4 separate regions of the Mus musculus genome follow, and all the other regions are linked to region 3. Evidence: chromatin contacts called from public HiCAR-type, HiChIP or PLAC-seq and Micro-C data. All regions are on one chromosome and are shown on one strand. The core of a region is the stretch at or near the end of the contact, and the rest is flanking DNA. Distances in the headings are between cores, read along the strand shown. Region 1 holds the start of C230012O17Rik (a long non-coding RNA gene). Region 2 holds the start of Klhl32 (kelch-like 32). Region 3 holds the start of Fut9 (fucosyltransferase 9). Region 4 holds the start of Ndufaf4 (NADH:ubiquinone oxidoreductase complex assembly factor 4).

The links. Hi-C and Micro-C count contacts between places; a contact is called where the count stands out from the background. HiCAR-type assays count read pairs that join an accessible place to other places. HiChIP or PLAC-seq counts read pairs in DNA pulled down with a chosen protein or histone mark.
Region 1: a contact with region 3 is called in an H3K4me3 HiChIP or PLAC-seq map of embryonic forebrain, with 4 times the contacts expected there. The contact joins the promoter of C230012O17Rik here to the promoter of Fut9 in region 3. A contact is called at or near these places in 2 of 39 promoter capture datasets (cranial neural crest and hippocampal neurons), 1 of 484 Hi-C or Micro-C datasets (cerebellum) and 2 of 115 datasets of contacts at active chromatin or transcription factors (embryonic forebrain and embryonic stem cells).
Region 2: a Micro-C map of embryonic stem cells shows a contact between it and region 3, with 7 times the contacts expected there. The contact joins the promoter of Klhl32 here to the promoter of Fut9 in region 3. A contact is called at or near these places in 1 of 39 promoter capture datasets (cranial neural crest) and 1 of 484 Hi-C or Micro-C datasets (embryonic stem cells).
Region 4: a contact with region 3 is called in a HiCAR-type map of astrocytes, with 5 times the contacts expected there. The contact joins the promoter of Ndufaf4 here to the promoter of Fut9 in region 3. A contact is called at or near these places in 1 of 39 promoter capture datasets (hippocampal neurons), 1 of 484 Hi-C or Micro-C datasets (cortical neurons) and 3 of 115 datasets of contacts at active chromatin or transcription factors (astrocytes, embryonic forebrain and forebrain).

What each region holds. Positions count from the first base shown.
Region 1 is chr4:24,966,159-24,970,535 of GRCm38.p6, reverse strand. C230012O17Rik (a long non-coding RNA gene) reads left to right here and starts at 3,061. Exons shown (of 3, transcript XR_881168.2): 1 at 3,061-3,112; 2 at 3,586-4,377. Gpr63 (G protein-coupled receptor 63) reads right to left here and starts at 4,096. Exons shown (of 2, transcript NM_001379626.1): 1 at 3,912-4,096.
Region 2 is chr4:24,848,637-24,853,058 of GRCm38.p6, reverse strand. Klhl32 (kelch-like 32) reads left to right here and starts at 1,935. Exons shown (of 11, transcript NM_001163020.2): 1 at 1,935-2,321. It overlaps Gm31379 (a long non-coding RNA gene), which reads right to left and starts at 1,998. Exons shown (of 3, transcript XR_390445.4): 1 at 1,284-1,998; 2 at 1,024-1,179.
Region 3 is chr4:25,798,157-25,802,867 of GRCm38.p6, reverse strand. It overlaps Fut9 (fucosyltransferase 9), which reads left to right and starts at 2,865. Exons shown (of 3, transcript NM_010243.3): 1 at 2,865-3,279.
Region 4 is chr4:24,896,247-24,900,781 of GRCm38.p6, reverse strand. It overlaps Ndufaf4 (NADH:ubiquinone oxidoreductase complex assembly factor 4), which reads right to left and starts at 2,699. Exons shown (of 3, transcript NM_026742.4): 1 at 2,480-2,699; 2 at 2,106-2,209. The coding sequence starts at 2,615. Gm46848 (a long non-coding RNA gene) reads left to right here and starts at 2,660. Exons shown (of 3, transcript XR_001784261.2): 1 at 2,660-4,092.

The sequences.
Region 1 (4,377 bases), core at 1,812-4,311, 830 kb after region 3:
AATAAATATACCATGGAAGAAGTAGACAATGCAAAGAAAATAAGCAAGTACTGAGAGACAATGAACTGAGAAAAACTGGGAATGGACTCTTGCTAGTGTTTGACACTGAAACTTCAGATGGTCTGGGTTTGTGTGGGTTTAACCAAAATGGAGCAACTAGGACCCACCCCTTGCCACCTGGATGAAAAGCCAGCGAGTAGCAACAGTGTTAAGATAGTACTGAATAGGAAATGGACTGAAACACTTCCCTCTGGAAGGCAGGGGATCGATCACATGTCCTTTCCTGTCTCATTCCCCTTTGTACCCAGTATCCTTCTCCTTCGTAGACCAGCAGAGAACAATGAACTTGCAGCAGACACCTTCAGCCTAGAACCAAAAATCCAGCAAACAAGTTATTTGATTCTTAGGTAATTTCCAGTCAAAACGCTAATTCTCATCCAAACTTGGGCCTTTTAAAATCCCTACTATCGTTCTTTCTCTAAAAAAGTCTTCTAGGCTTTTTTTTTTTTCTTTAAGAAAGTAGGACAAGACAAGGTGTCTCCCTTTGGTAGGTAAGCACTACAATGCAGAATGATGTCCGTCTTTTCTGCACCAACCTCCTCAAGGATTCCTCCCAGTTCTTCCTACAGACTGAGCTCATCTGGTCAAATGAAGAAAGTTAACCAAGAAGCTTTGGCCAAAACTTTGCAAAAGGTATGTAAAATACATGAGTAAATTATGAGGGTTCCACCTAGAAATTACCTAAGAATCAGTCAGCATGTAGGTCAGGATCCGACTGGGTAATTTCTTAATCTTAGCTGGGCCTAGACGGGCATAATTTCTTTTGCATTATTTATGAAATGAATGCTGAAAACAATAATGTCACTATTAATTTCAATATGTGATCAATAGTGGACCCTCTTAACTGCAAATACACACATTTTTCTCCAAAACCTTTGAGCTGAGTTAAACTCCCACCTAGATGCTCCTTCCACTTACAGCGATCAGGAATGAACTTTGCAGGACACTAGAATTTCGTGCATTAAGTAACAAAACCTTCTGTCATACAAACAGAAATGCACACAAATTATACTTGCCAGTTTTGTCCATATCTACTGGTGTAGGGGCAAAAGGCATTGTATCCTATGTGCCAAGCTCAAAGACAGAAACAGCTTGTCGTCAACTTGAGAATCCATTTTTAACAAGCAGGGCCTGCTGCCTCAAGCCAGCTAAACACCAAAGCATGCTGGGCTGCCCACACTGCAAATTATGTGGAATGTTCTCCGTGTTTTGTGGTTGCGAGAGTACTGATTTTGTTCATCATCCAGTTCAAACTAAAAGACCATGTCTGACCTTACAGAAACTTCCCAAGTAATTCAAACTGACTGACAAAAATCCCATCAGCTTCAAAAAGAAAAAAAGACTATTGCCTAGTTCAACATTTCCAACGTGATTTTTCTTTTTAAGTTAAGAGACATAATGTAAATTTGAAGAAACTCCCTAATGTATTTCAAGAGAACAGTAAGAACTCACCCTAACCCTGGCTATCAAAAGCAGAGGGCGGGATGTTATGAGGAAGACCACTTGCAACAATGTAAAGAGCATTTATAGCAAAAGCAAATTGCGAACGCATTTCCCCAATAGCTAGCAAATTAAAGCAAAAATAAAAAACCACTCTAAGAGTTGCTAATTCCATCTGTAATGTTCATGTAGACACTGAAATCCCTCAGCATCAGCTGTGGAAAGCGACTGCTCCAAAGGAAGAGCATGGTACCCTTAATAGCCCTGGCAGCACTGTATTCTGAGTACTGTTTACTGAACCATCAGTGGGCCACTCTCAAATCAGACAGCAAAAGAGTTTTCACAGAGGGGAACATAGAACTTCCTCTAGGTTTGCTACTGAGGTCAACTTTCTAAGTTGTAAACTGGAGAATCACCCGAGGCCATTTTTGATGTGCTGAAAAATCTAAGTTTTACCTAGAGAATCACCTTCTAATGGTGAAATTGTTTTGATCCTGAGAAAAATGCCTGATTCAATCAACCCCAGTGGTGGGGTTGCTTTGATAGATATATGTGTGTTTAAGATCTTTGGTAATGGCATGCTAGTCCAAGCTTTATAAGAGTTGAAGTGTTTGTCAGGAAGCAGTATTCTTTAACTAAAATGTTCAAAGATAACCAACCCTAGCAAGAACAGTTTTTAGCTTCTAACCATATAGATCTGCTGTTCTTAGTGAGCATGCGCCATTGTGTCCCTGAATGATTTCCCTGTGACAGGTGACAGAGATACATGACAGACACAGGGCTTGTATGACATCATTATATCTACATAAATCCATATCCATGCACGTGAGTACAGAGAAAAGGTCTCAAAAAGAATCCTCATACAATATACGTCCCAAGTCAAGTATAGCGATATAATCTCAAAGAAGTCACACTGCCCAGGACTCAGTCACAGCCACCTTTAGAGCATCAAACCCTTACCAACCTGCCCAAAGTACAACCAACATAAGGGACAACTGCACCCAGAGTTAGGGGTTTAAGTATGAGACTTCTGAGCAAATACTTCTCCAAGAATGTTGACAAAAAATTACACACACACACACACACACATCAGAACTGATGATTAAAACAACTCTGTAAGCATTTTCTGGTAGTACATACACACATACACAGACACACACACATATAAATGTGCATGTACACATATATACATATATGTGTATATATACATACATATATGTAACAAAGTGACAAAATTATATTCCAAGACAAAAATCAATGTCCCATTTTTTTTTACAGTATTCGTGGCTATTTCTGTTATTGCAAAACTTCCATGGTACAGATAAGGCATTTCCTTAGCTATCCTTACTATTTTAGTAGCAAGTATCTTTCTTCCACATATATGAAACATATGCATAACTTACTCTGAAAAGTTCAGGATTTAAGGGCGAGAGTTTGATTATAATTGTTCCAAGTGAACTAGATGATACAATCAATTGTGTCACTAAAATGTGGGCTATGTGATACTGTGTAATACCGCACAGAACTCTTTATCAGCACTTTTGACTTCCAGCTGACATCAGATGACCACACTAACAGGAGAACGCAGAATGCAGGAACTGAAGCCCGAAAGGTAAGCATGTGGGGCTTCCTTCCCATGTGGGACCCGTGGAGAAAGACCGTCCGCAGGAGATGAACTTTCTATTAGCCTTTATCAAATAAATGATTGCTTACCTCCTTCCTGGGTAAAAGTGTCTGAAGTAAAGTCATATTATACAATAAACCAAGTATTGTTTACCATTTCTAGAAATATTACTTATAAAATCCTTAAGAAGTTAGAGCATTCTTAATCTAAGACATGATGAAAAGCAAACTTGTCGATAAACAAAGAAAATCCTTTTTTAAAAGGATGCCACTAAACCTCACCCTGCCTCACTGGGGTGGCGAAGGCGGGGGTGGGGGTGCATTCTAACGCAAAAGCCTGTATTTCCTAAGTATTTCAGACAATCCAAATATTTCATCAAAGATCACTTCTGAAAACTGGATCAGCCCTGGGGGTTAATTTCTCATAAAGCTACGTTGCTAAGTTTTTTTTTAAATACCCAGGCGAACATGCTGAGTCTCAGCCTAGAGTGGAGAGCCCAGGGCGGGAAAGTTCCCGAGGGTCACAGCCCTCCGCGAGGTCTGCTCGGCGGAGCCCCGGCTGGAGCACCGGGGATCAAGGAGGCCCGAAGCAGCGCAGGACATCGCGTGGCCCCGGGAAGCCGCGGCCGCGCCGGGAGCCTCTCCGGGTTGCCGGCTGCCGAGTCAGCCGCTTCCTGCCGCGGGGTCCGGAGAGAGCCGCGCTCCGCGCCACCAGCCAGCCCGTCCGACCGACCGCCCGCCCGCCCGCCCGCCCAGGATGCGCTCGCCTGCCAGGGAAGCGCTCACACCTCGCACAAAAGGCGCCGCGGCGGGACGGCGGGGAGTAGGCGACCGCTGCCTCCCGGAACTTTGCGGACATCGCACCGCAGCTCCACAGCTCCGAGCCCCCGGCGCAGGAGGAGGCCGAGGCGGCGGCGGAGAGTCGGGGCATCGCCCGGCAGTGCCTCCGCCTTGCCGGCTGCCGGCGGCTCCCGCCCCCGGTTAACCAGCGCTCGCTCTTAAAGGCGCCCGCTGCTGGTTAGGCCGCGAGGTAAGGAAGAGAGGAGTGGGGTGGAGGCAAGGAAAGGGGGAGGGGGCAGCTCAGACAGGCTCCCGGGAGTCTTCTGCAGTCTAAACTCAGACTCCTCTCGCTCCAGGTCCCCAGGTCACCCCACCCCCTAAAACGGGAGTTAAGTGCTCAGACCCTACACCAAAGATGTGTAGCCACTGCTGGCTAGCTCAGGAAACCTCACATTTGCTTGAACTGCCCACACC
Region 2 (4,422 bases), core at 686-3,185, 950 kb after region 3:
TGAAAGGAGAAGAGCCATAAACACATGGCCTGGAGAAACAGCAAGTAACAAAGGACATATGGCTGGGATATAAGTTAAAATAGTTCTAAAACCTGCCCAATCTAGGCTTACAGCTTGCAAATAAAATACCTGGATTGTGTGTCTTTTATGTGGGCTAGCTAGAATGATTAATTCCAAATAATATAGGCCATTGCTTTGCCCTTGGATGCCTCTTAGAGGTTGCTGAAGGCACCACACAGGGCACTTGGATGATTTGAACTGGATCTAATCATTGAGTCCCCTTTCTGTGCCCTAGCTTTGATAGTATTAGAAAGCACTATGCTAGCTTCCAAGGGAGGGAAGAAGTTAATAGTTAATGCCCAGCTGTGATGCCTATGACCCACAATGATCATCATGGCAAGATATACATACACATACAGTAAGTGGTACTCACATGCTGTTAGGAACCAACAGCTGTCAAATTGGACTTAAGGCGCTTTCACCAGGGGGCAAAGCAGGTTTGTGCCAGAAACCTACCCAAGCTAGTGAGGTCACAGGTCTTAGAAGATAATCTATTACTACCCCTTTGTCAAGCCAGCATAATTTCTTAACTACGTTTAAAACTATCCTTATGCCTACAAATAAGTGTAGCTCTCACCCCTTAACATAGAAGCATCTTTTTACAGCAAATGGAGACCATCACAGGAAAACACAACTGAGCATAGATTAACAGATCAAGAGACCTCAGCTTCAATGGACATAGCACAGCACAGCTCCTCTGCAGCTCAGGGGCCACGCGCGCAGAAGCAGAGGAAAGATTGTAAGAGCCCAAATACTAGGAACTTTAGCTTTCCTGGAAATGGCTTCATAAACAAGACCTTACAAACTGACACCATCAGTAAGCATGCTAAAGCTGAAGATGCAGCGTCTTATGTCTTGACACCATTGTTAATATTTTGAGGGTCATAATGCTTTCACATTTGATCTTCCAGCATAAAATGAAGAAGCAGTTGCTTAAGAAATATTCTAGAGTCTAGCACTAACCTTCTTTGCAGTCAGGTGTAATACTTTTCTCTGCATATACTCTGGTGTCCAGGAGTGTTAGGTCAGCATCCGTTAGTCCAATATGGAAATCGTGGCATTAAAGAGCGGAGACAGGCAGATCTCAGAAGACCAAACACATCTCAAACTCTTGTGGGTCTAAAAGTGGAAAATGATTGCTGAACCATTGGTTTGAGAAAAATTAAGAAATCAAAACGGATCTAGGCCTCTCTGCTAGCTCCAGTGTATGGAAGAACACAAACCTTTCCGTTTTGTAGAATTCCTGGATATATTTTAAGTCTTGCAGTATTTTAATTCACTCGTGTCTACTAAGTATTTCTCTCCAACTTCAAGTCTACCACTCTTGACTTCACATTCGACCAAGGTTTCCAATTCAGAGGTGCAGTATTACTTATTAAAATTATTCATTTTCCATAAAAGGGAGTTTCTCAGCGTGTTTACACACTGCCCCTCAGCTATGCCAAGCCTGGTAATTCAACAATGGTGTCAGCGTTTTAGTGCTGTCTAGTGATAGTCAAATACTCCCTCTTCGCTCTGGTTCAGGACAAGTCTACCTATGCAGGCTATGGTTTCTTAAAAAGTTGCTCCACACTTATCCTCAAAGGTACATTATTAACAAGAATTCTCAGAAGGCCACAGCAGGCTATTCTGGGCTAGTGCCTCTGAATAAGTCAGCCAAGTCAGGGACAGGGGAGCGCGCTCCATGGGGAAGGTGGCACCTGCAGGCTTAGACACTTCCAGCCCTAGGAGGCCTGGGACCAGGATTTAGTGTCAGGGCCATAGTAGCAGCAGAGGCCTGCGGGAGTAGCAGGCTGTGCGCGTGACCCGCGACAAGCGGCTCGGGTGCGGGAGCGCGGAGAGGGGGACTTCCGGGGAGCGCGCGTGTCACGGGCGAACGCGGCGGGGCGGGAGCGCGCACCGGCAGGAGGGCGGAGCGGCTGTGAGGGGAGGCTGGAGACCGGCTGCTGGGAGGGTAGAGCGGGCCGGGTCGCACGCGCCACCTGCGGGGCTGGCTGGCTTTCTCTTCCTGCCGACACATCCCGGTCCCTCTCCGAAGCCCCTGGAGTTCGGGAGCGCGCGGGGTAGCGCGCACACCGACTCGCATCCACACACACGCCAGAGCGCGCGATCATCACTGCTGCAGCCCGGGCAGGGCAGACGGAGCTGCTGCAGTTTCCCCAGGGTCGAGAGGAAAGCAGAGCTGTCTTGCCTGGCAGAGAGCCTGGTGCCCGCTGGAGCCCCTGGGGTATCAAGCCCAGCAGACTGCTCCCCTCCATCGGGTAAGCCAGTCTCTCTCCTTGTGACAGGTTCGGAATTAGTGTCAGCAGACCCATGGGAGAGGGTGGGAGGCTGCGGATGAGCCAGACCCGGCGAGACCTGGAGTTGCGGTTTCAGAAGATGCAGCCTCTGCTGGCAACGTCTAGCGGGAGCAATTACTACTCTGGTTACTTATTCTACCAACCTAGAGTTGCAACCCCCTCCCCCAACCCGGTATGCACTATGCTTCCTGGTTGCCAAGGAGACGTGTTTAAACATCAGCCTTGGGACATACATTGGAAGAAGTGATTTCTTAGATCCTTTTTATTTTGACTTAAAACAAAGTAGTATGTGCATTGAGGACCTTGTGGCAACTTAGCAGTCGTTAATTTGTATTCAGACAGTGGTTTCATTCAACTTTAAGAAAGTGACTATACGTATGCGATTTTTTTTAAAGGACCCGTCAGTCAGATGAGTTTTTCAATGGATTGTGTCTTACATGGTAATTTACTACCATCTTGGTGACCTTAAAAGAAATTTAATTTAGAAGCTGCCCTTTCCTTCTGTTTCCAGTTCTAGTTTGCATTTCACTAGTATTAAATTAACTGTAAGAGCAGATGATTTTTATTGTGGCTCCCACACCGGGAAGCTTTTCTGTTGTAAATTGGCCAGAAGGGGAACAGCGCCTGTGAATTTCTAAGGCAACAGTATAGATGACATTCACTCACGACATACAGCGTTTCTGACATTTCTGTGTCCACTGCAGCCCGTTTGTGAAATTCCATCTTCCAGCCTAATTGGTTGATTAGAAGTTAAAGCTTCGTTTCTATGTTGATAGAGGTAGACATGAAGTGCTTGCCCTGGCATACTGTCCTAGAACAACGCTCACATTAGAATTTTGTTTTCTTCTGGAATACGGAAGAACCCTTTCCTAAAATGAGGCCCATGAAGGACACCATACGCCTGACCTCACAGGAGTCCCTCGTACCTGGACTGACTAGGGCTGATTTTTCTTTTCCTCTCAGATGTTTAGTGAGTGAACGTGAGGACCTCAGAAATGCAGTCATTATACTCTGTGCTAATCCCAATCCTTTCATTACAAATAGAATAGCTTAGTGGAGATCCAGCTGCATTCAACAGTTCATTTTGCTTTCTTTTCATATCCATTTTCCTACTTCTTGCTAAGTAAGGGAGTCGTACCACATTCTTTAATTTAGATTTTGAGTTCTGTCAAATGACATGGTAACCGGGGGAGGGGGAGGGGGAGGAAGGGGAAGCCAAATAATGACAGGTAATAGGCAAAGGGGTTTGTGACACCCAGAGAGCACTGACAGTGTGTAATGACGGCGAACAGCTGACAGTATGGTCTAGAAAGCACTTCCCAGTAATGCCTTTCTGGAGCCTCACAGTCACCATGAAGCCAAACCATCACTCACTCTCAGAGCATAGCTCAAGGAGTCAAGATTCAAACCTTGTAGGTCAGAGGCACTGGATGGGGAGACCTTGTTCGGATCCAAGCTCTTTTCATTAAGTTGATTTTCTTTGGGGGTGGGGAGGATTGACAGTTAAGATTAAGGACAGGTCAAGGACAGGTGGGAATAATGTACCATATTTTCAAGGAAAGCAGAAGTCTCTGTATTTTTTATATGAAAGTATTTTTAATTTTAAAAAAGAGAGAGAGAGAGAAAATTTGTGAGGACCACATTAAAAATCTATTTGGGCCATCTGTGCCCTCCTGGTACATGGTCCTTCAGTACTGAGGCTGAGGTCCTATCCGGTTCTGGGATTCAAATTACTACATTTGTCATGAAAGTGACAGACACTTTAAGGACTTTAGTCAATGCTCTGCATAGCACTGGATATTCTGGAACTGTAGTTCTTGAACAGGCTGTCCTCGAACTCATCCACTTGGCTCTGCCTCCTGACTTCTGAACTCAAATGCACACCCAGCTTTCTAAGTCCATTCTTAAGTCAATAGGTCCAGGGTTGTTTTAGGGCAGCCAACGCCACACAGAGAAACTCTTGTGTCAAAAAACCAAAAACTCTTATTGGTGAGAATTTTGTATATGTTGAAACAAAAACATTTATAGTTTGAAATGTCTTAAATTCCTGGCCTGTTCTTTT
Region 3 (4,711 bases), core at 1,616-4,115:
TTCTACTGCTGCCGCTGTTCTCTGTGGGTATTCCATGGTACTGGCATCTCCAATACGCTGGAGTCTTTTCCTGCAACTAGACATCACCAAAAACCTCTTATAGGCTCTCCTCATGGTACCAAACATCAAATTTTTTGCATGACCCCTTCAGTCCTGGGCCATCAACTGCAATTGAGGCTGTACCTTCACTAATGGCTGTTGCTGGCCTTTTACAGTGTCAGGCCTTAGCTGCTCTCCATGACCACTTTGTGTCTTCAAATCCAGTACCATCTCAAACTAGAGGCAAGAGGCAGAGAGCACACTATAGATGGTAGAAGATTTTTTTAAAACCTCATGCCCACCCTTACTAACATGCCTCATCTAACAAGGTCATATTCCTTAATTCTCCCCTAATAGTTGCAACCACTGGAACCCAACAAAATTTATTAGCCTAAGGAGGTTCCTCTCACTTAAACTACTACACTTATAAAAAACACAATCAAAGGATATGAAATTGAGGTGGGGATAGGGTTAGATTATGGAAGGATTTAGGAGGTAGGGGTTAATAATACAATATATTGTATGAAAGCCCAAAAGTCTCAACTATATGAAAATTATATAAATCACTACATTAAAGTCGGGGATATCCTAATCATATATGAGGAAATTTGTTTTTTGTTGTTATTTTATTTATTTACATTTAAAATGTAAATCTGCCCATGTGATTCCCTCTCCCCTTTGTCTGGAAGTTTGTACTTTATTAATTCTCAGTAACCACAATTAATTAAACAGTTACTGCCATTTGCAAACTTCATGATTCATCTCTGAGTAAGAGTGCTGAGTGGGATATTATGCTTCATCAATCATTACCTTTCCATGTTCTTTAAATGATTAATAATCGGTGGGTCTACCTGGTGTACTGCTGTGTGTACATGCTGGACACAGCAACATGTGCTCTAGAAGCTGAGGCGTCTGGCCCATTGGCCCTTACTGAATAGATGGTCCTCTTATTCTGATCATCAAAAAGACATGAAACCAAATGTTTTCATTGGCATGCATGCTGAACATGAAAGAGTCTAACAAGTTAGAGACACTGTCAAATAGTAACTTATCACTAAAATTTAACTTTTATTTTTCTTCAAGTAAAACAATACAGGAAGAGATAGAAGTTTTTCAATAATATGTAAGGCTGACTTGTTGCAGTAAAAATGTTTTTCACACTGCATTCATAACTGAGAAAGCATTTATTTTAATATGAGTACATTTGTTATATAAGGCATAATTATGTAAAGTAAAATGTCTAAATTATTTTAGAGACTAAGATCCTTTAGCACATGAAGATTTCTACATTCAGAAAAGCAGTGTGAGCCCATGGACACATGCTTGGTGCACATACACACACACACACACACACACGCGCGCGCGCGCGCACACACACACACACACACATGCACACACACACATGCACACACACATGCACACACACACACGCACACACCCACACACACATGCACACACACACATGCACTCACACACACATGCACACACACACATATGCACACACACCCACACACACACCCACACACACATGCACACACACACATGCAACACACACACATGCACACACACACACACACACATGCACACACACACACACATGCACACACACACACACACACACACACACACACACACACACACCCCAGAACTTCCTTTCTCCAGTGCTCTGCTAAGAAGTACAGGGATACTTACTGTATCATTTGAAGAGAGTTTAACTAGACTACTTTTTCTACCTGTATCATTACACACATCATCCACTTGCTTCCTGTCTGCTGCCTATTTCCAATCAGAATGCGAAGATTATGAAACAAAATCAAGGTTCACAGAAATCAGTCAGCGATACTCTGATTGTCGTTATATTTACTAAATGTGTGAATTTATTCCTTGATTCTTGAGTGTAAGAGGAGCCCCTAAATATACTTTCTATATGTATTTGAATCGTAGTCTAAAAGTAAATTTCGAGGATTGACTTGTAGTCCAACAAAATAAACAAAAACTTTGCAAAGTGGAGCTCTATCTATCTATCTATCTATCTATCCATCCATCTATCCTTTCTTTCTCTCTCTTCCTTCTTCCTTCCTTCCTTCCTTCCTTCCTTCCTTCTTTCCTTCCTACCTTTCTTTCTGTCTTTCTATCTATCCATCCATGTATCTATCTATCCATCTATCTTTCTATGTGTCTATCTACCTATGAATTTATATTTTAATGTTGCTTACAGAGAAGAGTCAATTCTGAGCACAACACTGCCCTTCACATTTACAACCTTCCCAAATCACTGAGAATTTGGTTCCAGACAATCTGCCCCTCCTATTTTAGTTTAATTTTAATCACCCCCCAACCTGACCCCGGACTTTAGCTGGTCAACCCCAGTGAAGAACAAACACAGGCAGCAGATACAAGGGACTGGAGAAGGTTGCCTGCATTGAGCTCCCTGCTGTCGCCTTCTGGCTGGACAGTCCGTGCCAAATAGCGCCTGGGGGGTGGGGGTGGGGGACAGCAATAAGGAACTGACAGAAGCGGTTGCTGCAAGTCCACAGTTTGACCTAAAAGGAGAGTGGAGGAGGGTGGCAGACTAAGAGTCTGCATATCGGAGACGCAGCAATGGAACCAGTGGCTATGTGTGCGCGCACAGGTGCCACAGGCCTGGAGAGCAATGCTGTGTCTCTGCAGCCTCCCGACTCAACACACGCGGTGGCTTGCTGAAACTGCATCCGCAGCCGAGCGTGGGTACTCCCAGGCACAGTCACCGGAGGAAGAGCCAAAGGAAAGGGCGCGAAGGGGGTTAGCATGGAGCGGCAGGGTATTGGGGCAAGACCCACAGGCTCATTTTGGAGCTCCTCTGGTGGGAACCTGTACCCGGCTGCTATGCTCCTCCCTTCTCTTCCCAACTCTCGGTGATCATCTCCATCTCCCCTCGCGCATCCCTTCCCCCCTCCCTGCTTTCTTTGCTCTCCCTCCCTGCCGCGTGCCTGCTCCCCTCCCCCTCTCCTGGCTGCTCTGGGCAGCAGCAACCTCGGCAGCCCGGGAGATGGGAAGAGAGCGCGCGGGGCGCTGCAGCTCTGGAGCCCTGGATCTTTCCTCACCCGGTGCCTTGAGACCCCGCCGCCGCTCTCGCCTCTTGGCTACCCCCGGACTCCGGCTACGCTACTAGGACAGCGCCGCCACCACCGCCAGCCCTCGTCCCGCCCGCGCCGCGCTGCCCTCCCGCGCCCTGGATGGAGCTTTCCCTCGCTGGGATCGGTGAGTACCAGAGACTCTAGGGGGTCAGGCACAGGACTGAGCGCCCACCGTACATCGTTAGATGAGGCACCCCGACCACCTGCTGGGTACCCTCCTGGCACAGGTCCCCGGGGACATTTGGTTTTAACTCAACCAGCTTGGAACTTGAACCCTTTCTCTTCCAGAGATAGCTGCTTGTACATCTTAGTCCCTTGTCACCCTCCTGCCCTCCCGCTGCTACCCTCATTCCCCGGGCAGATAGCCTTCTCCTGGTGTCACTTCAAAGAGAGTCATTGCTGCCCTTGTTGTCCCCAGGTTTTTGTGAATTCTGTCTTCTGCCTAGCGCTCGGACCTAGGTTTCTCCACAAAGTCCTCCTCTGACCCACCTTCCCTCAAAGCCTGACCACAGAGTCATTGGTCCTGCCATCCCGTTCCTCCTCAGAGACTTAGTGAATGCTGACCTCATTGCTTCCACATGATGCTGTCTTGAAGCTTTTCTGACACTCACCTCCAAACCCACACTGACACGCGGTGTGTTCTGTTTATTGTGTCTCTGCACCTGGGCTATTAAGGTGATAATCAACCATGGAAAGAGGACAAAAACAGGAAATCTTTTGGGACTAAACTTTTTGTCATTGTTTCAAAGTGCCCAACTATTTACATCGCTTAGATTCCTTCTTGTCTGAGGGCTTGTCCGCTGAGCACAAGGAAGGGCCCATATTATTTTACCTGTTATCACAGAATCTACCTTTTTTTCAGGTTTAGAGCAGAGCACCTTACACAGTCCAGCTGTGAATCTCCCTAAGCTACGCCACCAAATCTCGGCGGCAACTTTTAAGGATAGGCAGCTTTTTTAAAAAGAGGTGGAACCAGACATACCGTTTACAATCGCTTTATTATTGTTGTTATGATTTTAAATTTCAATAAGTTAAAGCCCTTATTTCCTTTGTGTTTATTGACCTAAGAGCGGAAGGTTGTACAGAGAACTTCCACACCACGCGCTTCAGGGGCGGTGTAGGTGTAGTCTCTAGCTATCCTAATGAGTTTCCTGAATGCAGCAGACCTTCCTGCTGGAATCAGGCTTATCATTTGTGGTTAGCTTGAACAAAAATAAGCATTGTGTTCAAAGAGTGAATCTGACGGGGAGTGGAGGGTTCCTGTGAACAGGAAAGGAGGTGATTTAAATACTAAAATTTGTATTCAAGATTCCTCTGTGCTGTAGTGAAAAGCAAGATCCCATACAACTTATGATTTACATTCAAACAACTTGTAAAATATTGTGTGGCGGCATCTTACTGCACAGACGTGAACATAGGGTTAATGTTTAAGGAAAATTGGGAGTATTCAAAGAAATGTAAGAAACTTTGAAGGGGAATACCCTATTTAAGAATGGACTGTGTGAATAAGTGTTTTGATATTACTGTAAGCAATTTAGGGGGAATGAGACTTGACT
Region 4 (4,535 bases), core at 1,450-3,949, 900 kb after region 3:
CTCCCCGCCCCCCGCCTTTTTTTCAATGACTCCCCAAAGCCCTTCTGATAAATCTAAAGTTTCTTGGCATGTTCTTCATGATGCAGCCATTACCCCAAGTCCCCTTCAGTCTCCCCTTGTTGCATACCGTACCTAAGCAGTCTCCCACACTCACTCACTCCACCTTCTTGTTCCCACTTGAGTCTCAGGCACTCACTCTTTTCCTCTTCCACTTCCTAAATCTCAAAGTGTCTCTCATCTTCCAAACCCAGGTACATCTGCCTTTCCCTCCATACATACAGATCTGGCTTTTCCACTTGACATCAAGATGAATAAAATTTAACATCCTCTTTTCATTTAGTGGAAAGGCAGAAAAAATTTACAAATTCCACATAAATATAAAATATTAAGAAAACAAAAAAACTGAAAAACTACTTCCTAGCAGATATGTTAACTAGTTATGTCAATAGCTAGAAAATAAAAATCAATTATTTTCCTGTGCATTAAAATGAGGGGAAGAAAATTTCTACTTAATAATAACATCTTTCTTCCTTCCTCAAAGACCTTCTAAAAAAATTAGAAGATCTTTACCTCTCTTTAGTTAAACTGTGAATACAATCTAATTATCATCAAATCTAAACAAGGCTTACTAAAGACACTAAAAATCTGATTCCCAAGTTCATTTAGAAGGAAGTGATTTGAGAAGATATGAAGCTTTTTTAGGTTATAACAGTCACCAGGATGTGTCATACCACTTTATTGAGATAGTATGGGTCTAGTGGTAAGAAACAAAAAACACCTGGTCTACAGAGTGAGTTCCAGGACAGCCAGAGCTACACAGAGAAACCCTATCTTGGAAAAAAAAAAAAAAGAAAAAGAAAAAGAAAAAGAAAAAGAAAAAGAAAAAGAAAAAGATGAAACAAAAACCAAACAACCAATAAGTCTATAAACAGAAGTCAGAAAATTAGTAAATAAATTATAGTTAGGTGACTGGCACCTATTTGAAGAGGTTAAACTGGTCACTTCAACAGACTAAATACCAAGTATAATATCAAATAAGTATCTTTACACAAAAATCACACACACACACACACACACACACACACACACACTCACATGCACCTCATACTTAGCATAAATGGGAAACCCTCCTTCCAAGTATTGCTGAGCTTAAAAATAATACACTATGGCCAACAATCAATGTATCTTTATTGTGTGAAAATCTGGTACTAACTAAATCCTACTGTCACTATTAAATTATGAATATTATAGAAGTAGCTGTAATTGCAGTCTTTTGCTCAGTATTAGATAATACAAAAAAGTTTTGTAATGAAAACAAAAAACAAAAAAAACTTTGAGGGCTGTGGCTGGTACTTCCTCTTCATTTAATCTAATTCTTTGCCTTCCAGGCTGCAACTTCAATTTGCACTCCAGGCCCAGGGTTAAATGTCACTTCCTCAGAAGCAGCCTTTCATCTTCCCCAGCCCGTAATTACATTATAGTTGTACAGCTGCTCATCCACGGAATGGTCTGTGGTCCGCAACGTACCATGGGCCTCAGAGAGTAATTACTGTTTTAATCACTACACACAACACTTACACCTGACACAGGAGACATACCCATCATTCCAGCATGCTATATTAACTTACATATAATATTACATATCCTGTTGGGACACATCCTCAAAACTATGAACGTGCCCCCACTCCAAACCCCCAAACACTGAGGTTGTCATTAAGAGCATCTTAATTTACAGAATATGAAATAGCTCTCAAAGTCATACTGGTCACTCAGAAAACCACTAAAAAATGCCGTAACCCAACCCTACAACTTCTGCAATAAACAATTCACACAGGTCCATCCAATCAATCCCTTCACAGGTCTTTCGGTATACCCTAAGTATACCCTAAGTATACCCTAAGTATACCCTAAGTATCGAAGGGGGTCCAGGCCTGCCTGTGTCTAGCTGTCTGTGCTCTACACTGACTGCTCCCCTCTACACACACACACACACACACACACACACACACACACACACTTTGCACTTTCACTCGTTGCCCTCTTTTTCTTGATCACTTTCTCAGACCTCCAAAATAAACTGCCAACTTAATTAACGTATACATTACCGGCAAGGCAGGCACCGGATCTTTGGAATCGACATATACATCTCTTAGCAATGACAGCAGCTTGTTATCTTTTTTAGAAACAACTTCTTCGATTTCTGGATACTCTAAGGAAAGAAAATAAGCCATAGTATCTTTTTTTTTTTTTTTTAAGGAAAAAAATCTCTAAACTCGTAAACATGTACAATATTAAAAAAAAAAATCATCTGGACATCTTGGGGCAAACACTTGGACGAGAGTCTGCGTGCAGCCTGCGCAGACGCCGGGAGAGAGCGCGGGCTGCCTTGGGCTCCGGGATTCCTTCCAGCCGCCACCACCCGGGGCCCGCGCGGGGACGACCTCAATGTCACCGGAGGCCTGGGAGGGACTGCACTCACGACTCCGGTGCTCCTGCAGGAGGTCGCGGGTAGAAGGGTGCTTGGGTGCCATGGAGGGCTTCCTCTTGCTGATCTCTCGCTCCGCTCGCTTCTCCACGTTGAAGTTCCTTAAGGCGCGGGTCACGCGAGCCCCCATCTCTAAATCATGATGCCCTTAGTTCACTACGCACGTGTAGAAGCCACCGGCACCGGTGACCTCTGTACGCACGGAGCATGCGCACACCAGGGGCCAGGCACCGGTAAAACGCCGAGGACGCGCTCGTCGCCCCCTGGTGGCCGGGAGGACGCACCCTGGACTCCGCCCCGCCCACCCTTCCGCACAGGCGCATGCGCAGACATCTGGGCGTTGTCAGGGACGCCGGCCGGCGACTCCGGAGTCTTTAAGGATGAGCTGCTGTGATCCCACGGTTGCAAAATCCCGAGTAGCCAGTGTGGAGCGGAGATCTTCCAACCTCTTCAGAGGGCAGAGCGCAGGGTCAAGGTTCTGAATTTACCTGCCCATGCTTTTGAGAAATTGAGAATATTTGTTCTCAGCCGCAATTCCATTCTAACAGCCCTTATTTTCCTGTCCCTTGCCTGGAGCTTTCTGAGCCAATTTTGTGTTGGTTTTGTTTGTTTGTTTTAACTCTTTCACTATCTTGACATACCATTTTCCTGCCACTTTGTCCCTAGTGCTATGAGTTTTAGGCTTTCCTTCCCCTTCTCTCATAAGTAGTACTAACTTGACATACTCCTCCATTAGCGCTGAATCACCGTGCTCTTCTCAGCCCCATTTCTCAGCTCTACTGCCTCTCGAGTCTCTGTAATCTTGGCAAACCCTGGTGTAACTTAACGCTGTATTTGGAAAAAGAAAAAAAAAATCTACGGTACACATTCTATCTTCCTTTCCCCTTCTCTTCCACCCACCCTTTGTCTCTTCCTTCTTTTACGTTTCCGAAAGTATTCAATGTGATTGGCCCATAGTTTTTAAAGCCCACCAGCAAGAAAATAAGTTTTCGAATTAATATTTTTCCCAGACTGTGGTTGTGAAATCTATTAAAGATTTTAGCCTGGTTGGTTAGGTGAATAGATTAGTTGTGTCTAACCAACTTAAAGAAAAAAATTAGGGGGAGGGGTTTTCATTTTTTTAAGGACTATTACTAATTAAACTGTTTCATAATAGAGAAAACACTAGAGGGGTAAAGTTCTCACTGTTGCTTATGAAACCTGTCTCTGGAGATGGGTTATGTAGAAGCTAAAACCGTGTTCAGTGAGTTAATTTGTTAGTTATCCTGAAGGTGGCAGTCTGCTCCAAGATTTCCATCTGAGAGCTTTTTAAACAAGTTCATAACTGGGTGCCTTTTTTTTAAAACCAATTTCTCTGGACATCAAGAAATGTTCCTTGGCCTCATTAAGTCTGTTCTGTGCTTTAAGAATTATAGTAGCAATTCCACTCACTGCCTGCTAAAGTATTTTAAATTTTCATGTGATTCCACCAAACTTAGGGCTACATGAAAGTAACCTTACACAAGAGTTTCGAGTGAGTCCAGGACAGCAGATAGTACAAAATTAAAGATCTGTGAATTTCTACACGCAGGAAAGCTTGGATTTGACACTGGAAGAGACAGTGGCAGGTGAGCCTATTGTTTTATCTAGCCTTGGCCTGGGGTTACTCAGACCCTTAAAGACCAAAACAAGGCAGAGAGGCTCCAGCAGAACCCACCTTTGGCTATCTTACTTTGGTAATCAGAATGGAAACAAAATCCTGGACCATAAATCCATAATTTCAGCTCTTCTTGTCAAGACATACAATGTAGCAGAAGGTCTGAACTTAAGATTTTCTTTCTGGCTTCTGCCTGAGGATTGAAGGCAGACCCTCAAGGGAAGTCAGAAGTCTGCTTTTCTCTCAGCCAAACTGAAGTAAGGTTGATAGCTGATAATGAATGATAGTGATGAACTCCAAATATCACCAAAACAGTAAAATGCTAGTTTTTGAGAAGAGACATTTTCCTTTGTTTTGTTTCGTGCTGTATGCCCAAATGGTGCCAGGACAAAGTGGGTGTTTATGCCAAGATCA